Linked DNA regions of Sus scrofa: regions 1, 2, 4 and 5 are each linked to region 3. A link is a contact called in public Hi-C and HiChIP or PLAC-seq data. All regions are on one chromosome and are shown on one strand. Each heading gives the region's core, a stretch centred on a gene start, on an enhancer-like site or on the middle of the called end of the contact. The rest is flanking DNA. Distances are from core to core; before and after follow the strand shown. Region 1 overlaps CDC14A (dual specificity protein phosphatase CDC14A). Region 2 overlaps CDC14A (dual specificity protein phosphatase CDC14A). Region 3 has its middle 30 kb from the start of RTCA. Region 4 overlaps CDC14A (dual specificity protein phosphatase CDC14A). Region 5 has its middle 19 kb from the start of GPR88.

Region 1 (3,928 bases), core at 711-3,210, 140 kb after region 3:
GCTCCGTCAGCTCTGTGCGCATTACCAAAGCCATTCCCCCCTTAAAAGCATCCAGATACACCGAAAACACCCACAAATAGTTGTTCGGAGGTTATTGTCATTTTTTTTTGGTTATAACTCATTTGAAATGCTTTTGAGGATTTTTTAAATTTACAGTTGATTTACAATGTTGTGTCAATTTCTGCTATACAGCAAAGTGATTGTCATACAAATATATGTATGTGTATATACCTACATACATTCAAAAAAGATTATTTTCCACCATGTTCTATCCCAGGAGACTGTATATAGTTTCCTGTGCTATACAGTAGGACCTTTTGAGGATTTAAAGAAACTTCCTCAACCAGCTCTAGGAAGTGCAGCCTCAAATGTTCAGTCCTGTCTCATTTTTTGAAGACCTAACTAATTGAATCAAGTTGGACTTTACCTGAAATCAGCCTCAGCACAAGCCCTGGAATCTGACTGCCAATGTTCAAATGCTGCCTCTCTCTCTTCCCAGCAGTGTGTGCAGGGGCCAGTCCCCTTTCGCAGGCAACAGGGACTGAGCCATTGTAAGGCTGAATGAGATAATATTCATGAAGCACTAAGCTTAGTACCTGGCACAAAGTAAGCACTTCGGTAAATGTTAGAGTGATTATTATTGTTATTGTTACTATTTCAATGCCCCACTGCCATATTTGGATAACTGTTCAGGGTTCTTTTCTCAAAAGACAGACACGGTTTCTCTTGATAGTTGATTTGAGTGTATTATTTGTAATGCCATTTACTGCTGATGGAAACTCAAATATGAAGAGAAGTTCTTACAGCCTTGGTGGAGGAGGGGAGGGGACAGACACCCAATGAACTGTGAGCACATTTCATGGGAGTCGCCACAGAGGTGCCAGGTATGCTAGGAACCCAGGGTCAGAAGCACTTGTCAGCCTGTCACACCAGGAGAAGGTCCCGTGCCACGTATTATGGGTCCTCTCCTTCCATTTCTCCCATGATAGAGAAGCTCCTGTTTCCTTATGCCAGCCTCAGTTATTTTCCCCTTTAGGCTGTAAAATGATTTGAGCAAATAAACCAACTAAGAAAACAGATTTGAATTTTTCCAAGTTGAAAGGCATGTTTTCTCTAAATGTGTATAAGTCACTGTTTCTGTGCAGAACATCGTGAATGAGCTTCATATTACCTGTTTGCTCCAAAGCAGCATGGCTTGTGAAAATAGCATAGCTGTACTGTGGATCGGTTAGGCCAGTCTGCTCATTCTGCCTCCAGTCATTGTGTGACCTTGGCCAGTTAGGGCTCTGTGTTGCAGGCAGCGGAACCAATTCTCATCAACGGAACCCAAAAGGCATACTGGAATTGTATTGGGGAGCTCACAGCCTTCAAGGGGAGGCTGGAGAATGAGGTTTAGAAAATGAACAGGATCTGAGAGAGCTCGTGTATCAGTAGGATCCAGCCTGAAATGGAAGCTACTTAATTTCGAACAGAGGGAATGCAGTATAAGGAATTTGTCAGAGAGAAGGCTAAAAAGTAAAAGGGTAACTGAAAAAAACAAAAACAAAAACGAAACCCCACAAAAAATCCAGCATATTAAGGAAGAAATAGCTATTGCCTTTAAGGCTGAGGGGACAGAAAAGAAAACGTGGGGTTCCCAGACCCAGGGAGCTGGGCGGGTGCTGGGAGCCTGAAGGCTGGTGCTTGCATCTGGGGGCTGGGCTTGCATTTGGCAGGAGAGCCTGATGCTGGGCTGTAGGCTGGTGCTGGGAGTGTCCTCCCTTCTGCCACTAAAGCCTTGCTGGCAGGAGGACAGGAGACCCCCCTTCTCCCTCCCTCGGCCTCTAGTTGCTCAGCTTGTGCTTCAGGGCCTCTCACTTTTCCCTCTGACAGGAAGCCAGTGGGAAAGGTAGCTGGGGAAGTGTAATACATGCAGCCCAGCCGAGGCAGCTGAGAGCTGGCTTGACCTGAGAGAAGGTGGGAAATGACCAGCAAGGGCAAGATCCGAGGCCGTGGAAAATTCAGCCAGGGACACAGTACAGAAACTGCTGGTTCACTTTACTGGCTGCTGCTGCCTACCTGGCTTAGAGCCCAGTACCATGGATGAGTTCCAGTGTAATCAGTGCGCTGAGAAATTAGTCCCCTTAACCCCTGGGGCTGCCCAGCAAGGCAAAGTGCCCACTGGTCACCTTGGTTGGCGGCCCAACTGTTTGTAACCCAGCCGACTGCTGCTCCCAGGAACACTCACCAGATGCTGAACCCACTCACCTTAGAAGGGGGTTGGAGGCTGAGCATCTGTTCTCCAAACAGAAAAGGTCTACAAAAAAAGATGCTAACTTCACCTCATGTAGTTTTGTAATCTGTTACATGGGGTTTACAATTTTTTTCTTAATAGGTTGTTTTGAGAATTAAAGGGAATTATCTGCCCTTGTGACTTGTGCATGGCAGGTGCTCAGGAAGCAGTCTGTTGCAGGGGTTGCGCTGTGGATGAAAACTGCAGGTCTGGCAAAAAGGCTTTCACCATAGTTCACAGGTGTTTGTCAAGAGGAGCCAAAAGCACAAAGAGTTATTCCGAGCCTACTGTGCACATCCGAGCGCCTCCAGAGGCCTGCTTCGGTTAAGGTGGAGTGCGCTCCCCAGCATTCAGAGCTTTTTCCAGTTGGAGAAGGTTTCTTTCCTTCCTAGGTGTTTCTCTCCGTTATTCAGACTGCTGGGCCCACCTCACTCATGAAATCGCTTTGCTCCCGATCTCTGTTGAGATGAAGGATCTTCCCTGCGAAGGGTGTTGGGGTTCCTAAGATGAAATGCGTCCCTCCGGCTCACAGCTTCTCTCTCTCCTTTAGGTTATCCGCTTCACGCCCCCGAGGCCTACTTTCCTTATTTCAAAAAGCATAACGTGACTGCAGTTGTGAGGCTGAACAAAAAGATCTACGAGGCGAAGCGCTTCACAGACGCCGGCTTCGAGCACTACGACCTCTTCTTCATCGACGGCAGCACACCCAGCGACAACATCGTGCGAAGGTTCCTGAACATCTGCGAGAACACCGAGGGGGCCATCGCGGTTCACTGCAAAGGTGCGCGCGAGGAGAAGGCCTGGGGTCCTGGGTTTCTGAAAGGGAAGCAGAACCAGTTGGCGCCTTGAGGGGGTTGGGGGGGGGAGAGTCATTTTTGGTTTCAGAAAACTGGAACGCAAGCCCCCTTAAGTAACCCCTTCCTAAAGAACGGGTTGCTTGGATGTGGACGGTGGGTGGGGAGTGGCTTTCTGGACAAGGCAGTTTTTCCGGCCTTACCTTCCCGAGTTCGGGCTCGCCGACCCCAGACGCCAGGAGGAGGGAATCACCGCAGCAGGCGGTAGGCTGGCAGGAACGTCTCCAAGTCTGTACCTTTGCCCCCAGGCAAGGGTTGCTGGTTCCCTCGTCCCTCCCTGCTCTGAAATTGTGGGTCCTTTTCCCACCCCCTCCGCCGCTATGCCCCTACTTCATGACCCCGCCGTCTATCTGGAGCCCCACTTCGCCTTCCGCGTTTCCTCTCCCCTGTTAGTCTTTTGCATCGCGGGACAGGGTCTTTCCCGCTCATTGCTGGGGGACCGCAGCCTACTGCGCTCATCGCTAGCTTCCCTGTCGCAGTTGTGTTACTGCCTCTTGAATGGAAGACTTAAGCTATGTGAATGCATCTCTGGTCTCCGGGAGTGGGTATTTTGTGGGGTTTTGTGTGTGTGTGTGTGTCTTTTTGCCATTTCTTGGGCCGCTCCCGCGGCGTATGGAGGTTCCCAGGCTAGGGGTCGAATCGGAGCTGTAGCCACCGGCCTACGCCAGAGCCACAGCAACGCGGGATCCGAGCCACGTCTGCGACCTACACCACAGCTCACGGCAACGCCAGATCCTTAATCCACTGAGCAAGGTCAGGGATCCAACCCGCAACCTCATGGTTCCTAGTCGGACTCGTTAAC
Region 2 (3,544 bases), core at 667-3,166, 200 kb after region 3:
AAAAAAAAAAAAATGGAGTTCCCGTCATGGCGCAGTGGTTAACGAATCCGACTGGGAACCATGAGGTTGCGGGTTCGGTCCCTGCGCTTGCTCAGTGGGTTAACGATCCGGCGTTGCCGTGAGCTGTGGTGTAGGTTGCAGACGCGGCTCAGATCCTGCGTTGCTGTGGCTCTGGCGCAGGCCGGAGACTACAGCTCTGATTCGACCCCTAGCCTGGGAACCTCCATATGCTGCGGGAGCGGCCCAAGAAATAGCAAAAAGACAAAAAAAAAAAAAAAAATGTTACCCCCCCCTCTGCAATTGCTTTAGCTATGCAGTCCCAACCTGAGGAATCCACCATGCTGGCAAAGTTCTGGCCTCTGAGAGGGGCTTCTTGAAAGTGGCTATCCCAGCTTTCTGCAGCTTTGCTCAAAAAGCTTCTCAATTGAAGAGTAAAACTAATTATTATAAGATTTCTTCTTTTTCCTTGAAGTTTTACCATAATATATCTAGATGTCGATTCATTATAGTTCATCCTTGTTGGCTCAATGTGTGCTCTTAATCACAGGGCTGATGGTTTTTTCACTCGCTATCTCAGATAATCAGAAATTTCTCTCCGGATATTGTTTTTCTGCTTTTCCCCTCCCTGCTCTTTCCTTTTGCAATCCCCCTAGACTTATGTAGAAGCCTTTCAGTCTGCCCTCAGTATTCTTGCCTTCTCTTTTAAGATTCCTATTTCTCTGGCTGTGTTCTGATTGAGTTCTTCCTATTATTTTCCAATTCACTAATTCTCTTTTAACTGTGTCCATTCTGCCATGGGCCTTTTGATTTCAATAGCCATGTCTTTCATTTCCAACATTTATAATTCATTCTTTATGACAGCTGTCTATTTTCATTTGGACCTGCCTATTGTGTTTCATAAATTGTTATTCTTTTCATGGGTATTCATTTTCTCATCCTGAGAATCTCAGATGATACATTGTTTTCAGATTGCTTTGTTTTTTCACCTGTTATTTCAGCCTGTGAGAATCCATCTCTTGGTTGCAGGGTTCCTCAGTTCTCTTGGTGTTCATGTTCCTTGTGTGTTTTGGAATTTCCATTTGTAGCTTTGTGCTGGATGGGAGTTTTTGGTTTCTCTCCCCTCCCTCTGAGTTTTCGTCTCCTCATCTACTGGCTTGCTTCTTGGCTGCACTTGACCCCCTAGGTCTTCCTGTCTAGAAATAGATCTTAATGACCCAGGCTCTCCTCCTTCACTGAGCTTGGCAGGCTGGCTTCTCAGGCAGGGATGCAGCTCCACACAAACCTTGGCCCCAGGCAGTGGTTGCGGCTTTGCTTGGCCCCTTTCACAGATGGGGAGGCTGACCCCAGCCCTGGTTTCAGGCCTGGCAGCTTTTGGCCTGTGTATCCCCCAGGAACAGGACACCTGCCCACCTCTAGCAGCTTGCAACTCTCTAGCCAGCGGCCTGCCACTGTCTTAATTTGTTTCTGGGTCATAAAAGTGGCGATCTTACTTTCGTGTCCTGTTTTGTCTTATCTTCCTCACATTTTAAAAATGTTTGATTTATACACGGAAGGGGTCGTTTGGAACATAACTTTCAGCTCCGTCTTCACATGAACTAGATTCAGTCTCTGCGGCTAACCTTCAGAACCTTTTGGAGCCTTCTCCCAGCCCTCATTTCAAACTCATTTCTCTTCCCTCCTTGGCAGGAGCCTCCTGCTTCTTCCATATGGAGCTTCTTAAGTGTTTGGCTGTGCCCTGATCCAAAGGCCTCCATCCTTTCCTTACATGCTGTGCTCCCCATCCGGTTCACCTCTGCTTCTCAGACTCCTTCCCATCAGAAGTTGCCCTAAATCCTATCTCCTTCTCCGTGAAGGCTTCCTTAACTTCACCCGACTATAGCAATCATGACTTCTTCTGCAATCATCCTGTCTGTACTGGTCTTCCTCATTTCTGTTTTGTACTGAGTGTCATCTGTCTAGTGGGCGTAGGCCTTGGACCTCGCTGAATTGGTTGGTAAACTTGAGGTTAGAAGCCATGGCATCTTATTTTTATCTTTATGGCGTCTAGTGTTGGACACTGCTTCCTTATTTGACTATTGCTTATTTATTCCATACGGTCGTCTTTTCTAACATCGAGTAGGTCATTTATTTCTTAAAAAAAGTTGAAATGTACTGTGTATATGTGTATGTGTGTGTGGACATTTAACCCAGAAAGGCATGTTTTTATTGCAGCCGCATTTTACACACAGACGCACACATGCGGGTGTGCATGCGTGTGCAAACCAACCCCATGCACATTGTTGTAATGTCACTGGATTTGCCCTAATGGAAGAAGTCTTTGGTAAATGTCTCAAGGCTCTGCTTGATGTTGAATGTCTAAACTCACATGGCTGCTATGTTTTGGGAGAGAACTGTTTTATCCATAGAAGCAGATGTTTCCCTCTCTTGGTCAAACCATTATGAGTCCTTCGGCCTCCTGTGATATTAATGAGATCATTGCCTGTGTTGGCTTTCATCATCCTCAGGTTTGGTCTCTGATTAGAAGTTTTTATAATGGAAAGGAAGGATATAAAAAAGTAGTGTCTCCCTGGGAACTATGTCTAATCACTTCTGATGAATCTACACATGTATGTGTAATGGGGTCAACACGCTGTGCAGTAGAAAATTGACAGGACACTGTAAACCAGCTATAATGAAAAAAAAAACCTTAAAAAAATTAAAAAGAAAGCAGTGTCTTAATGAGCGCAGCTTCTATAACAAAATACCCTAATCGAATAGCTTATAAGCAACAAATTCCTTTCTCACAACTCTGGAGGCTGGAAGTTAGAGATTAGGTGTCAGCAAGATTGGGTTCAGGTGAAGGCTGTCTTCTGGGTTACACACTGCCATCCTCTCGTTGTACCCTCACATGGCTGTACGAGGGTGAAAGAGCTCTCTCTGGGTCCCTTTGAAAAGAAAATTAATCCCCTTCCTGAAGTCTCCACTCTCGTGACTGATTCCCTCCCAAAGACTCTGCTTCCTCGTACTATCATATTGAGGTATGGTTTCTTGAGGACTTTGGCTTTACCTTTGAGCTATCAACGAACTGTCATATTTTCTAATCAGGAGCATTATCACCATCAGTGATTTATTATGCTGCACTTATTATGCGCCACACACCGTGTTAGGTGCAATATCTATCCATCGTCTTACTTATTTAACCCACATCATTTCACAGAGGAGGATATCAAAACCCAGAGAGGCCAGCGACTTACCCAGAGTTTCATAGCTACCGCATTTTAAACGTCCTTAACTCCAGTGATCTTTATTTTTGTTCCCTTGGAGATCCATTTCATAGACCTTCTTATTGTGCTTCTGATATCTTCAATTCTGTAAAGCTTCTCTGAGACACTTATCCCCTAACCTAAGCCTTTTCCGTGACCTCTTTGGGACCCCTGCCTGTTTCCCCACTGCTCTCAGTTTACTTCCTTCCATAGCCCACATAGTCATTTCTTTTTTTTTTGGTTTTTTTTTTTGGCTTTTTGCTATTTCTTTGGGCCACTCCCGCGGCATATGGAGGCTCCCC
Region 3 (3,514 bases), core at 811-3,310:
TAACAAGATGCAACTATCTTTTTACAAACGAAAGAATTTCCATCCTCTTCCTCAAGAGAGGCCTACAGTCCCAACAGTCACCATAGCTGAGTCTGAGAGATGTTATTTTCTGTTTTACTCATTTCTAACTAAATAAATATTCTGTAACATACAGACCAAATTGTAAAGTTAATTATTAATAACAGTTCTTACAGAAAATAGAGGGATAATGACAGGAAAGGAAAAATAAGTAAATATATATCAATGTGTACACATAATGAGGAAGCATGAAAATTTGCATAACTACTGCTGTCATGTGTACTTGTAAATTCCTTTTTCCTTTACCTTCAGCTGGCATCACAGCCAGTCAGGTTTTTTTCTGGTGGAGGTAATCCAAACCTTTACTCCCAAGGGCTCTAAATCTTAGTGGTCTGAGGGTTTTTTTTTGTTTTGTTTTGTTTTGTTTTTAAACGTGGACAAATAAAACAATGCTTTATTTCTAATATCTTTTAAAAAGTATTCTAACAATATTTCAGGAGGTAAACCCACTTATATTTTTCTATTATTGTATCAATTTAAAGCATTGGAAAATCCCTGAATCTCCTAGGACTGTTCTTAGTGGTCTGTCTTTAATGTGTGGCTATAGCTTTGCCTTAGCTAGTACTGCCAGATCTGGGAGTACTCAGAGACTGCCTGGGGCTCCAGACATAATCCTCCCTGCCTCCAGTGTTACAGCAGCCACTCAGTTTACCCTTAGTAATTGGGAGCAATTGCCCCAGGGAAAACAATGATCCTTTCTTTGTTATTTCAGTAGCAGGAGAAGCTCAGTCTAGCTGGTGGAAGTCTCATCTTCCAGTTCATTGGAGCTGTGGTCATGATCTCTGGTGGGAGCATTCGGCCCTTGGTATTAAAACCTCTAAACCAACAGCAATCAAACTTGCAAGGATGGAAAACAAAAATTTGAGGGATTGTAATGAGCTATTATGGTGGAAGAACCTCTCCCACTTCTACCCCTTGATCCATGTATTCTGGCTGTGGAAGAAATGAGTTCCCTACTTTAGTTTCTGATCCTGAGAAGAGCACACATCCTACAGAATGGTGCCCTAGCCATTCAGGTGTTCAATGTGTTGTATCCTGACAGCTGTGTTGACTGTTTTATCAGCTCTGCTACTTTAGGAGGGATATCAAAAGTATTTGATGTTGATTGAAAAAAAACAAGAACAAAAAAACCCTAATAGTTAAGAATTATGTTTTGGCGTTCTCTTGTGGTGCAGCAGGTTAAGGATCTGGCATTGTCACTGTAGCAGCTTAGGTCATTGCTGTGTCAGGGTTTTGACCCCTATCTGAGGAACTTCTACATGCTGTGGGCATGTCCCCTCCCCCCAAAAATTGTTTTATTTGGTGGCTTTCTAAGGACTTCAAGCCCAGGAGGCAGGAATCTCCGATTGCTCTGAAGGACTGCTCCAAGGAGGCAGGCGGGGAACCAGGATATATAGGAGTTTTTGCAACAAAGACCAGGTAGTTGGAACTTCAAAAGATTACTGTTAATTAAAGAAAACCGGGTATCTCAAGGAAATTAGTGCTGTTCTGTGTTACGGAAGATGCAGGGATCTGGGCTCACGGAAATCATTCCTTTGATCTGCACCTCAGCTACCTGGGGCCAGCCTCCTGATAGCAGGCATCTCATTTCTATCCTGAGTTCCCTCAGGGCTCACTGTGGGGTGGCTGTAATGTGATGGCCTGGTGGCTGCAATGTCCTTTGTTTACTGATATGGCAGGCAATATTTTTCATTCAAGTAACAAGACCTGTAAACTCCGTGGGCATAAGCTCACTGGCACCTTTTTTTAGCTGAGAAATGAATTCTTTGGTCAGAACCAGTATTGTGTAGAACAAACGTAAGTCCGCAGATAGTCTTTTTATTTATCTGTTGTTGCATAACAGGTTGCTTCACAACCTAGCAGCTTAAAACAACAAACATTTCACAGTTTCTGTTGGTCAAGAATACAGGACCAGCTTAGCTGGGTGGTGCTGGCTCATGGCATCTCTTGAAGTTGCAGTGGAGTCCCACTGGGTGGAGCTACAGTCATCTCTAGCCTTGAATGGGCTTGAAGAATCCACTTCCTACCTCACTCATAGTTGTTGGCAGGCTGTATTCAGTTCCTTCCAGGCTGATAAACTCGCCCTTTTGTAGGGCTTCTCACAGCAAGGCAGCTAAGAGAGAGAGCCCAAAGTGGAAACCAGTCTTTATAACTTAATCGCAAGTGATATTCCATTATTTCTGCCTTATTCTGTTAACTAGGAGGAAGCACTAGTCCAGTTCATACCCAAGGGGGTGAGATGACTCAAGGCTTGAGCAGCAGGAGTGGGGATCATTGGGAACCATTTTAGAGGCTGGCTACAACAGAAGCACAGACCTAGTGGATTTTGGAATAGGTAGCTCTTCTTTTCAGAAACAGCTCTTGGTTTGCTCCTGGATCCTGATAGAGACAAACTTTGATCTGGGACATCTAGAGACCAGATGACTTGAGTATCCCCTGATGAACTGGATGTTTTCTCATCCACCAAGATATTAGATCGGTTGAAGGTATCAGCAATCCAACATGAGGTGGAAATGATGTGAGTAAGATTAAGTGGAAGCAACTCCTGAAGTCATAAGTATCTGACTGAGGAAGAAAAAGCCACGGCCTAGTTCGTCGATGGTTTTCCCAGTGTGTTGGCACCGCCTGGAAGATGGCTGCAGCATTACAGCCATGCCCAGGGATGGGCCTGTGAGGTGGTTGTGATGAAAAATCCTCTCAGTGAGTAGAACCTTGAGCATTTTGTCCACTCTGTCTGGATTGAGAGATGGTCAGAGTGCAAATTTGCTGATTCATAGGCAGTGACTGGCAGTTTGTCTGAAAGTTGGGGACTTGAAAGAAAAACAGTTTGGGGAGTTCCTTTTGTGGCTTAGTTCAGTTTCCTGACTAAGGAAGAATTACTTGGAATTATGAGGACACGGGTTTAATCCCTGGCCTCAATCAGTGGGTTAAGGATCCAGCGTTGCTGTGAGCTTTGGTATAGGTCGCAGGCGAGGCTCAGATCTCATGGCTCTGGCTGTGGCATAGGCCGGCAGCTGCAGCTCTGATTCAACCCCTAGCCTGGAAACCTCCATATGCCACAGGTGCGGCCCTAAAAAGCAAAGGAAAAAAAAAAGAAGAAAGAAAGAAAAGTAAAGAAAAAGAAAAGCAGTTTTGTCAGATTGGTGACAGAAGATGGGGAAGAGGTATGTGGGTGAAACTTGCAGAATGAACATAGAGTTTGAAAAAAATGTACATCTCACAACACCGCAGAAGGCATCCATGTAGAGGATACTTGCAGTAAACAAGTGGACAGAAGTAAACTGCTCTGTGGTTTGCCAGTCAGCCTCCTCTGCAGTTACCTTCATGCTTGCTCAGCGGCCACAGTGGTGGGAGTGAGGGGGCCTGTGCAGGCCCAGCAGCACGGCCCTCCCTCTCCCAGGCTGATCTGGGTGTTCTTACTGCTGAGCGCCTGGCC
Region 4 (3,642 bases), core at 415-2,914, 160 kb after region 3:
TTAGAGATGGGCACCGGGGCATTTCACGGGAATAAATCAGGCTTTGAAGACTGACTAATGATATGAGAGATGAAGAGCTTTGAAGTCTGACTAATGATATGAGAAATGAAGAGCATGATGTCAATGATGACGCAGAAGCATGAATAAGTAACACATTCATTAGGAAAGAAAGAAGAGGATTAAAAAGTTTTGTAATAGGTTTTCATCTGTCGAAAATAACTGAACAAGTGAGAGGGATCGTATTCTTTCAGAAGTGAAAAAATCCAATCAGTGCTTTTGAGGTAAGGTTAAATCTCAATCTGTGACTTTAGGAAAGCTGGTTTGTCACATCCTGCTAGTCCTTGAACAGCAAAATATGTCCAGGTGTTGATTTCTATGCCTTGAAGACACCTTCCTCTTATGTCACCAGGAATAAAGAGAGATGTTTGTTAGCATCCTTGTGGGCTGAGGAATTTATGTTTTGGCAGATCAAGACCTCTCTTTTGTTATGGCCTGAAATTTTATATTTAATTTTTTTCTAGGATATAAATACAGCTATTTGCAAACAACCATCAAGTGTTTTTCTTCTATGTAAAATAAAGCTTATATTCTTAAGCTAAAAATACCATTCTGCACCCAAAGTGTGTCTTCTACCAAATATCCTCAAAGTTCTTAAAATGCTGCACAAACATGATTCTTTTATTACTGAGCCTTTTAACTGCATCCTTCTCAGGGAGAGCCTATAGAGATAGATGGATGGATTGGGCTGCTTTTAGGATTTGTTTCATTTGTTTTATTGACCATTGATTGGGTGATGCTCTGCTGACCTCTGGATCCTGTACCATTGAAGCTTTTGTTTTTGGAGGGGATCCTTGAGGGACAGCTATTAAGTTCCCATGGGGACTTTTGGCCAAAGAGATCCTGTCACCACAGAGATATGATGTTTGGTTTTTTGTTTTCTGTCTTTTTGTCTTTTTAGTGCCGCACCAGTGGCATATGGAGGTTCCTAGGCTACGGGTTGACTCAGAGCCGTAGCCACTGGCCTAGGCCACAGCCACAGCAACGTCAGCTCCAAGCCGCACCTGTGACCTACACCACACACAGCTTATGGCAACGCCAGATCCTTAACCCGCTGAGCTAGGTCAGGTATTGAACCTTCGTCCTCATGGATTCTAGTCAGATTTGTTTCCGCTGAGCATGCGGGAACTCTGTTGTTGTCGTTTTTATATTTAATTTCCTTCTGGGAGAGAGAGAATTCAAATAAAGGTTTCATCTGGATCTGGCAGGGAGTTCTGTCTTTACAAAGTAGAGCTTCCACTTTGAATGAAGTTAACTTTAAGGAAGCGATGTTGTGGCCAAACTCTTATCCTAAATCCATAAATCAGAGATTGCCCCATTTTGCTTTATTCCCGTAGATATTTTCATGACTTCCAATTAGTTGGATATTTTTCAGGGTCATAATTTAGCTGTAAGCCTTCAGTTGTCTGTAGTACTTCTCAAATATTAAAGTGTGTAACATTCCTTTGGGATCTTGTGGGATGCAGTTTCTGGTTCAGGGGTCTGGGGTGGGACCTGGGATTCTGTCTTTCTATCAGGCTCCCACGTGATGAGATGCCCCTGGTCCACCAACCACATTGTGTAGCAAGGATCTGTGGCTCATTTTTACTCACAGACATCAGCTTACACCACATTTGGTGCTTGTGCATTGGTCAGTTTTGCAATTGGATTGAGCAATATCAGAAATGAATAGCACAACCACTGCTTTTTATTTCAGGAAATCACCAAAAATAAGATGAAGAAAACCCGTTCAAGAAAATGGAAATGTGCTTAAAATGTCTAACAGCTTGAGTTTTCAATTATAATTGATTCCTATTGTTTTTATTTGTAGTATTTCTTTTAAGTTACATGGGCTAGGCAGGCCAAAGGATGTGGATTAATTTTTTTTTAAGTAATCTTTTTTTTAAGATTTAAGAACTTGTCTTTCTTAACATACAGAATTTAGAGTCTGAAATGTGGCCACCAGAAGAATTTAGAATAGTAATAGATGATACTGTGATTTGTTTATTAAAATAAGCTCATTGCATAGGTTTGAATTTGCACTGTTTGACAGCCACATTTCTGCAGAAACACTCAGTTATACTGCTTTTCAATATTTAGTGCCGCATCATTTGATCTATTTATTGACTCTCGGTTGGCATTGAATCTTTTGGCTAAGAAAAAGAAAATTCTAGTAGGAGTTTAAGTTAAAAGGATAAGGTATATGTAAGAATTTTTGGCAATGGTGGCATCAGAAATTTATCTCAAAATACTCAATTACTTAAGATAGAAAACGGAGTGTTTTTTGTTTGTTTCATTTCCTATGGAAAAGCATTCGAGTTGGAAAGAAGAATGTAAGCCGTAAAGCATTAGTTTACACAGTTTGTATCACGGCATGATTCCAGCGATCAAGCTCCCATTTATGGGGCTCTATCCCTAAATGAGAATTAGCTACATTGAATCTTTTTGAGAATTTCCTAATTTTTTTCTCTCCTGTGTTTCAGAAGAGAAAAAAATTAAGAACTTCCCCCTACACCCTCAGATATTCTTTCCAACCATCATCCTATTAAATCTTCCACGTGTACAACGCAACGGTAGAACTCCTTGAATTCTTGTCTCCTTCTCACCCCCTGAATCTTGGGTCCTGGTTTCTAGGCTGTCTTCCTTTGATATCAGGTTAGACCATTTCATTAGCCCAATTCTTTAAATCAGGAACGACTCTGCTTCCGTAATAGCCCTGGGGAGGTGGAGTAGGAGACACACAGGGCAGAGTGGGGCTCAAGTCACAGCTCCAGGTCGAGCTAGAGTTGGTTGGGCTTCTGTACAAAATGACCAAACGGTGGCTTTGGGAGGATACTGGGGTCAGGGTTGGGTCATACTAGAAAAATATGTGTCAAGGATGGAAGAAGTGATGAAGAGGGGGAGTTAGGGTGGTGTGGAGATGGGATTACTTACAGTCAAGGAAGTGAGGGAGAAGAGGTCAGCCGCAGGAGAAGACGCGGCACAATGACAGCATTGCGTCTGGAATTTAAAACCGGGACTGTCTTTAACAATGCAACTGACTTGATGTTGTTTAGAGGAATTTTAAAAGCAGGGTTTTAAAAAAGACTTAGGAAGTCTTTTTTTTTTTTTAATCGAAGTACAGTTGATTTACAGTATTGTATTAAATTCTGCTGTACAGCAAAGTGATTCAGTAAACTCTTTTAAAAATACCCCTTTCTGTTTGGTTTATCATAGGACATTGAATGTAGTTCTGGGTGCTGTACAGTGGGACCTCGTTGTTTATTCCCTCCACGTATAACGGCTTGCATCTGCTAACCCCAGCCTCCCAGTCCGTCATCCCCCAACCCCCTTCCCCTTGGCAAACACAAGTCTATTCTTGTCCATGAGTCTGTTTTTATTTCATAGAAAGGTTCATTTGTGCCATATTTTAGATTCCATGTGTAAGTGGTATCATATCGTATTTGTCCTTCTCTTTCTGACTTACTGCAGTTAGAATGATAAGCTCCAGTTGCATCCATGTTGCTGTGCATGATATTATTTTGATCTTTTTTATGGATGAATAGTATTCCATTGTGTATATGTACCACAACATTTTTTTTTTTTTTGTCTTTTTACCTTTTCTAG
Region 5 (3,748 bases), core at 991-3,490, 240 kb after region 3:
ATATACATATTTACTTGGAGCACATGGAGTTCCCAGGCGAGGGGTCGAATTGTAGCTACAGCTGCCAGCCTGCATCACAGCCATAGCAACGTGGGATTTGAGCCATGCCTGCGACCTACACCACAGCTCATGGCAATGCAGGATCCTTAACCCACTGAGTGTGGCCAGGGATCGAACCTGTGTTCTCATGGATACTAGTCAGATTGGTTTCCCCTGAGCCACAACGGGAACTCCCAACTGTACTTTAATTTAGAAAACATCCAGAGGAGTTCCTGTCGTGGCTCAGTGATTAACGAAGCTGACTAGTAACCATGAGGTTGCAGGTTTCATCCCTGGCTTTGCTCAGTGGGTTAAGGATCCGATGTTGCCATTAGCTGTGGTGTAGGTCACAGACGTGGATCTGACCCTGAGTTGCTGTGGTTGTGGTGTAGGCTGGTGGCTACAGCTCCAATTCAACCCCTAGCCTGGGAACCTCCATATGCCGCGAGTGCGGCCCGCAAAAGACAAAAAAAAAAAAAAAAAAATCCTGAAATTGTCAGCTCTGTCTTGGGTGCTTGGGGAATAATAACTTACATTAGTGGGAAAATAAATCTCTATCCTATGTCCTTCTTTTTACAGAGATTGCCAGAGTGGGCAATGCAGAGCGGGAAAGAATACATTTCAGAGCCTCTGAGAGTTCACCGGGGCTCCAGGCAAATAGCTCTCTGCCTAGCAGAGCACAGAGTGTGTCTCTGGATGGGCCGAGGGAGGCTTAGTGCCCAGTGGGTTGTAGAGAGGTAAGCCTCCTGCAAATCTGGTGAGCCAGAGGGTAAGGAGACGGAGGGCCCTGGGCTGTAGGGACAGGGCTGGATGCCCTGGAGAAAGGTAGGGGCAAGATGCTTTTAAGTACAGGAAGCCTCATAGTGTCCATTCAATTGCATTTGTCATTGTAAAAATTTTCTGCCACTTCAAACCTTCCTAACGTTTCCCATCCACTGTTTACAACTGGTTTGGTTGAAGAACCCCATGAATGGGGGAGTGTGGGTGGCTTCACTGGGAGGGGTGGGGAGGAGAAGAGGAGGCAAACCTCAGGTGAATTTCCATGTGTGGTGGAAGCAGACTCAGACAAAAACACAAGCCGCTGAGATTTTGAGGACTCCTAGGTAGAGCAACTGGGAACTTCCCCCTGAAAGAGGGGAGGGCTCCTCAGTTTCACATCAATTTCAGAGGCCAGCGGGGATTTCAGTTTACATCTGGATTACTCTTCTCAAAGACATTTGGTTTCCAAATTAGACACTTTCCTCGCTTTCACATGCTGTGGGTCAGTGGGAAGCATCTAGGGTTCCCCTTCAGCCCAAGTCTGACCATAGAGAGGATTTCCAGATTTACACATGATCTGAATCAGTCATGTCACAGTGGAAAGAAAGCAGTTTTGAATTGTTTCCATTCCAGGCAGTATAAGGGCCTATGACGCATAATCCACGTTAAAGGTTAAGAACTTCGAAGCTCGGTGAGGTTGTCAAGATGCTAATAAGTTCCAATTCATGTTTTGCCGACTCCAAACTCAGGGCTCAGGGCGCTTCGGTAAAATGGTGAGGAAAGATTTGTCAAGTTTCTTTCACTCCTGGTTTCATTTTGTGATGCAAGCACATGCTGATTCGTCTGCATGGACAGTTTGTTTTCTAACTTAAAAAACTAAGGGCTTCATGGCAGCTTTGATAGGCCTAAACTGGGAAGTAAAAGTAATTTTGAGAAGAGTTGAACTCTGGATGAACTTCACCTATTTTTAGCAGGGCTTTGTGGGTATTTCGCAGAGCCCGTTACTGTTTTTGATTAAGACTGGAGTTTCAATTGCACTTTGTGTTTTTCCAAATGTATTTGCACAATTTTCTCCTCTTCCCTGCTTCTCTCCCAGCGCCCCCCATCTTCTGCACCATCGCTTCCTTCAGGTAGATGCCTTGGGTTACTTGACCAAGGTCACATACCTATTAGAGGCTGTGGCATCCGCTGATCTGGCAGCAATGTGCCAGCTGCCTGGCCACCCCTCTGAGTCCATCCCACACAAATTAGTTGCAGATGTAGCCCTGTAAGTACAGCCTCTCATTGGAAGGAAGTTGTAAATAAAAGTGACAGTCTGTAATTTCCTTGTGTCTTTTGTTTTGAAATTTGCAAGTAGGTTATTTGAGATAGTAGTAGGAGAGGCTCCAGATCTGTCCCTTGGAGGGAGAAACAGTTTACTTCCCTTTTTTTTTTTTTTGATTTCAAAGGTAGCCATACTCTCCTTAATAATTTCCCCCCAAATGTGCTGTGTATCACAAGACTTGTTTTACATGCAGCCTTGGCAGCAAAGTGCCTCTACTAATCTTCACACTTTAGGGAGAAAAAACTTGTGCGTTTACTGGTGTATAAAAATAGACATTAGCTTGTAGCTTTGAAGAATGTAGGAGGTTAGTCAGATTCGCTGTGCAGAGGAAGGACCTCTGAACAAAGGATAGAAGATCGCTGCACACACACACACCCCACATACACACACACACAGAGGCTGTCCTAGATTAAAGCAGATTGAGCAATTTCCTATACCAGATCTGCTGGGATTTAAGAACACTCACTTCCTCTAATATAGAAATGATGACTTTTTACTGCTGCCTATAGACATGTGAGATTTCATGCACATGACTATGATTTTGTTGAATTTTATCATGTGAGTAAAAGTAACGTTCTCAAGTGTTTTTAAAGGGGAGACATTGTGTTTTGGAATTTTCACCTGCAGAATCCATTAAAGTGATTATCAGATATCTATTTAGAATAAATAAATAAGACGTTATTTATCTAGATGAAGTATAACATTTTTCTTTTCTTTTTTTGGTCCTTTTTTTTTTTTTAGTTGGGTTTTGTTTGTTTGTTGGCTTTTTTAGGGCTGCACTTGCAGCATATGGACGTTCCCAGGCTAGGGGTCAAATTGGAGCTGTGGCCACCAGTCTACACCACAGCTACAGCCACACAGGATCAGAGCCGTGCCTGAAAGCGACACCACAGCTCACGGCAACGCCGGATCCTTAACCTCTTTTCTTTTTTTTTCATATCCTGTTACGGATCTATTATCTGCTAATTAACTTGCACTCTTTCGGAACCTAATCTCTGTATGACTTCCATTGTGTGATTGTTAAACTCTTGTCAATAATACAAATGGCCGTGTGGTGACCTGGCTTTGACGTTGTTTGACCTCTATGAGTGTACAAAGCTAGGACCATCTTTCAGACTTTCTTGTGGGAGAATTTCTGCTCCTAAAACCTGCCAATGGGTCCAGGGCTAAATCCAGAGGTGATCTATAGAAATATGAGTCTTTTCCTTAAAAACATAGTTGCTATTGAGGGCAGATTTCCTGTGGACTGGAACCATTGTGTAAAATACTGTATGTGTAAAATCACATATTTATCTGAAATTCAAACAGGCCCATAGAGCCATGAGGAATATAGGGCGAGTTTTGTGAGGCCGACAGGTGGAATGAAACAATGAAGTGAGGCGGGACCCCGCCCCACCTCCCGACCCCGACCCCGACCCAACCCCCCCACCCCCACCCCCGCCACACCAGGCATGTGATAGGAATGCAAGGATGGCGTTGAACAGGAAAAGGGGAGGAGAGGAGGAGAGAGTCTGGGGGTTCCAAGAAGGCTGGCCAAGAAGAGCTGGGGGCCAGGCCACAAGGAGGGAATGGAAGAGAATGACTAGTAAACGCTCTAAACCCTGGATGGCATCTGTAGTAACCACA

Evidence for each region. Hi-C and Micro-C count contacts between places; a contact is called where the count stands out from the background. HiChIP or PLAC-seq counts read pairs in DNA pulled down with a chosen protein or histone mark.
Region 1: a Hi-C map of omental adipose tissue shows a contact between it and region 3, with 4 times the contacts expected there. The contact joins two enhancer-like sites. A contact is called at or near these places in 34 of 47 Hi-C or Micro-C datasets (adipose tissue, alveolar macrophages, blood and 18 more) and 2 of 2 datasets of contacts at active chromatin or transcription factors (alveolar macrophages and skeletal muscle).
Region 2: an H3K27ac HiChIP or PLAC-seq map of alveolar macrophages shows a contact between it and region 3. The contact joins two enhancer-like sites. A contact is called at or near these places in 1 of 47 Hi-C or Micro-C datasets (embryonic fibroblasts) and 1 of 2 datasets of contacts at active chromatin or transcription factors (alveolar macrophages).
Region 4: an H3K27ac HiChIP or PLAC-seq map of alveolar macrophages shows a contact between it and region 3. The contact joins two enhancer-like sites. A contact is called at or near these places in 1 of 47 Hi-C or Micro-C datasets (embryonic fibroblasts) and 1 of 2 datasets of contacts at active chromatin or transcription factors (alveolar macrophages).
Region 5: a contact with region 3 is called in an H3K27ac HiChIP or PLAC-seq map of alveolar macrophages. The contact joins two enhancer-like sites. A contact is called at or near these places in 1 of 47 Hi-C or Micro-C datasets (skeletal muscle) and 1 of 2 datasets of contacts at active chromatin or transcription factors (alveolar macrophages).

The regions. Positions count from the first base shown.
Region 1 is chr4:117,700,098-117,704,025 of Sscrofa11.1, reverse strand. It overlaps CDC14A (dual specificity protein phosphatase CDC14A), which reads left to right. Exons shown (of 16, transcript XR_002343573.1): 9 at 2,823-3,053. Among named protein-coding and RNA genes, the nearest start is that of GPR88, 78 kb to the right of the region's middle. Within about 2 kb of position 1,960, at least 11 of the 83 cell types and tissues checked have an H3K27ac peak or open chromatin away from gene starts, as enhancers often do. A contact at or near this core is called in omental adipose tissue, where this site is marked.
Region 2 is chr4:117,645,408-117,648,951 of Sscrofa11.1, reverse strand. All of the region lies in intron 15 of CDC14A (dual specificity protein phosphatase CDC14A), which reads left to right. Among named protein-coding and RNA genes, the nearest start is that of GPR88, 23 kb to the right of the region's middle. Within about 2 kb of position 1,916, at least 7 of the 83 cell types and tissues checked have an H3K27ac peak or open chromatin away from gene starts, as enhancers often do. A contact at or near this core is called in alveolar macrophages, where this site is marked.
Region 3 is chr4:117,843,912-117,847,425 of Sscrofa11.1, reverse strand. No RefSeq gene overlaps it. Among named protein-coding and RNA genes, the nearest start is that of RTCA, 30 kb to the left of the region's middle. Within about 2 kb of position 2,060, at least 17 of the 83 cell types and tissues checked have an H3K27ac peak or open chromatin away from gene starts, as enhancers often do. A contact at or near this core is called in alveolar macrophages and omental adipose tissue, where this site is marked.
Region 4 is chr4:117,678,618-117,682,259 of Sscrofa11.1, reverse strand. All of the region lies in intron 10 of CDC14A (dual specificity protein phosphatase CDC14A), which reads left to right. Among named protein-coding and RNA genes, the nearest start is that of GPR88, 57 kb to the right of the region's middle. Within about 2 kb of position 1,664, at least 4 of the 83 cell types and tissues checked have an H3K27ac peak or open chromatin away from gene starts, as enhancers often do. A contact at or near this core is called in alveolar macrophages, where this site is marked.
Region 5 is chr4:117,603,158-117,606,905 of Sscrofa11.1, reverse strand. No RefSeq gene overlaps it. Among named protein-coding and RNA genes, the nearest start is that of GPR88, 19 kb to the left of the region's middle. Within about 2 kb of position 2,240, at least 37 of the 83 cell types and tissues checked have an H3K27ac peak or open chromatin away from gene starts, as enhancers often do. A contact at or near this core is called in alveolar macrophages, where this site is marked.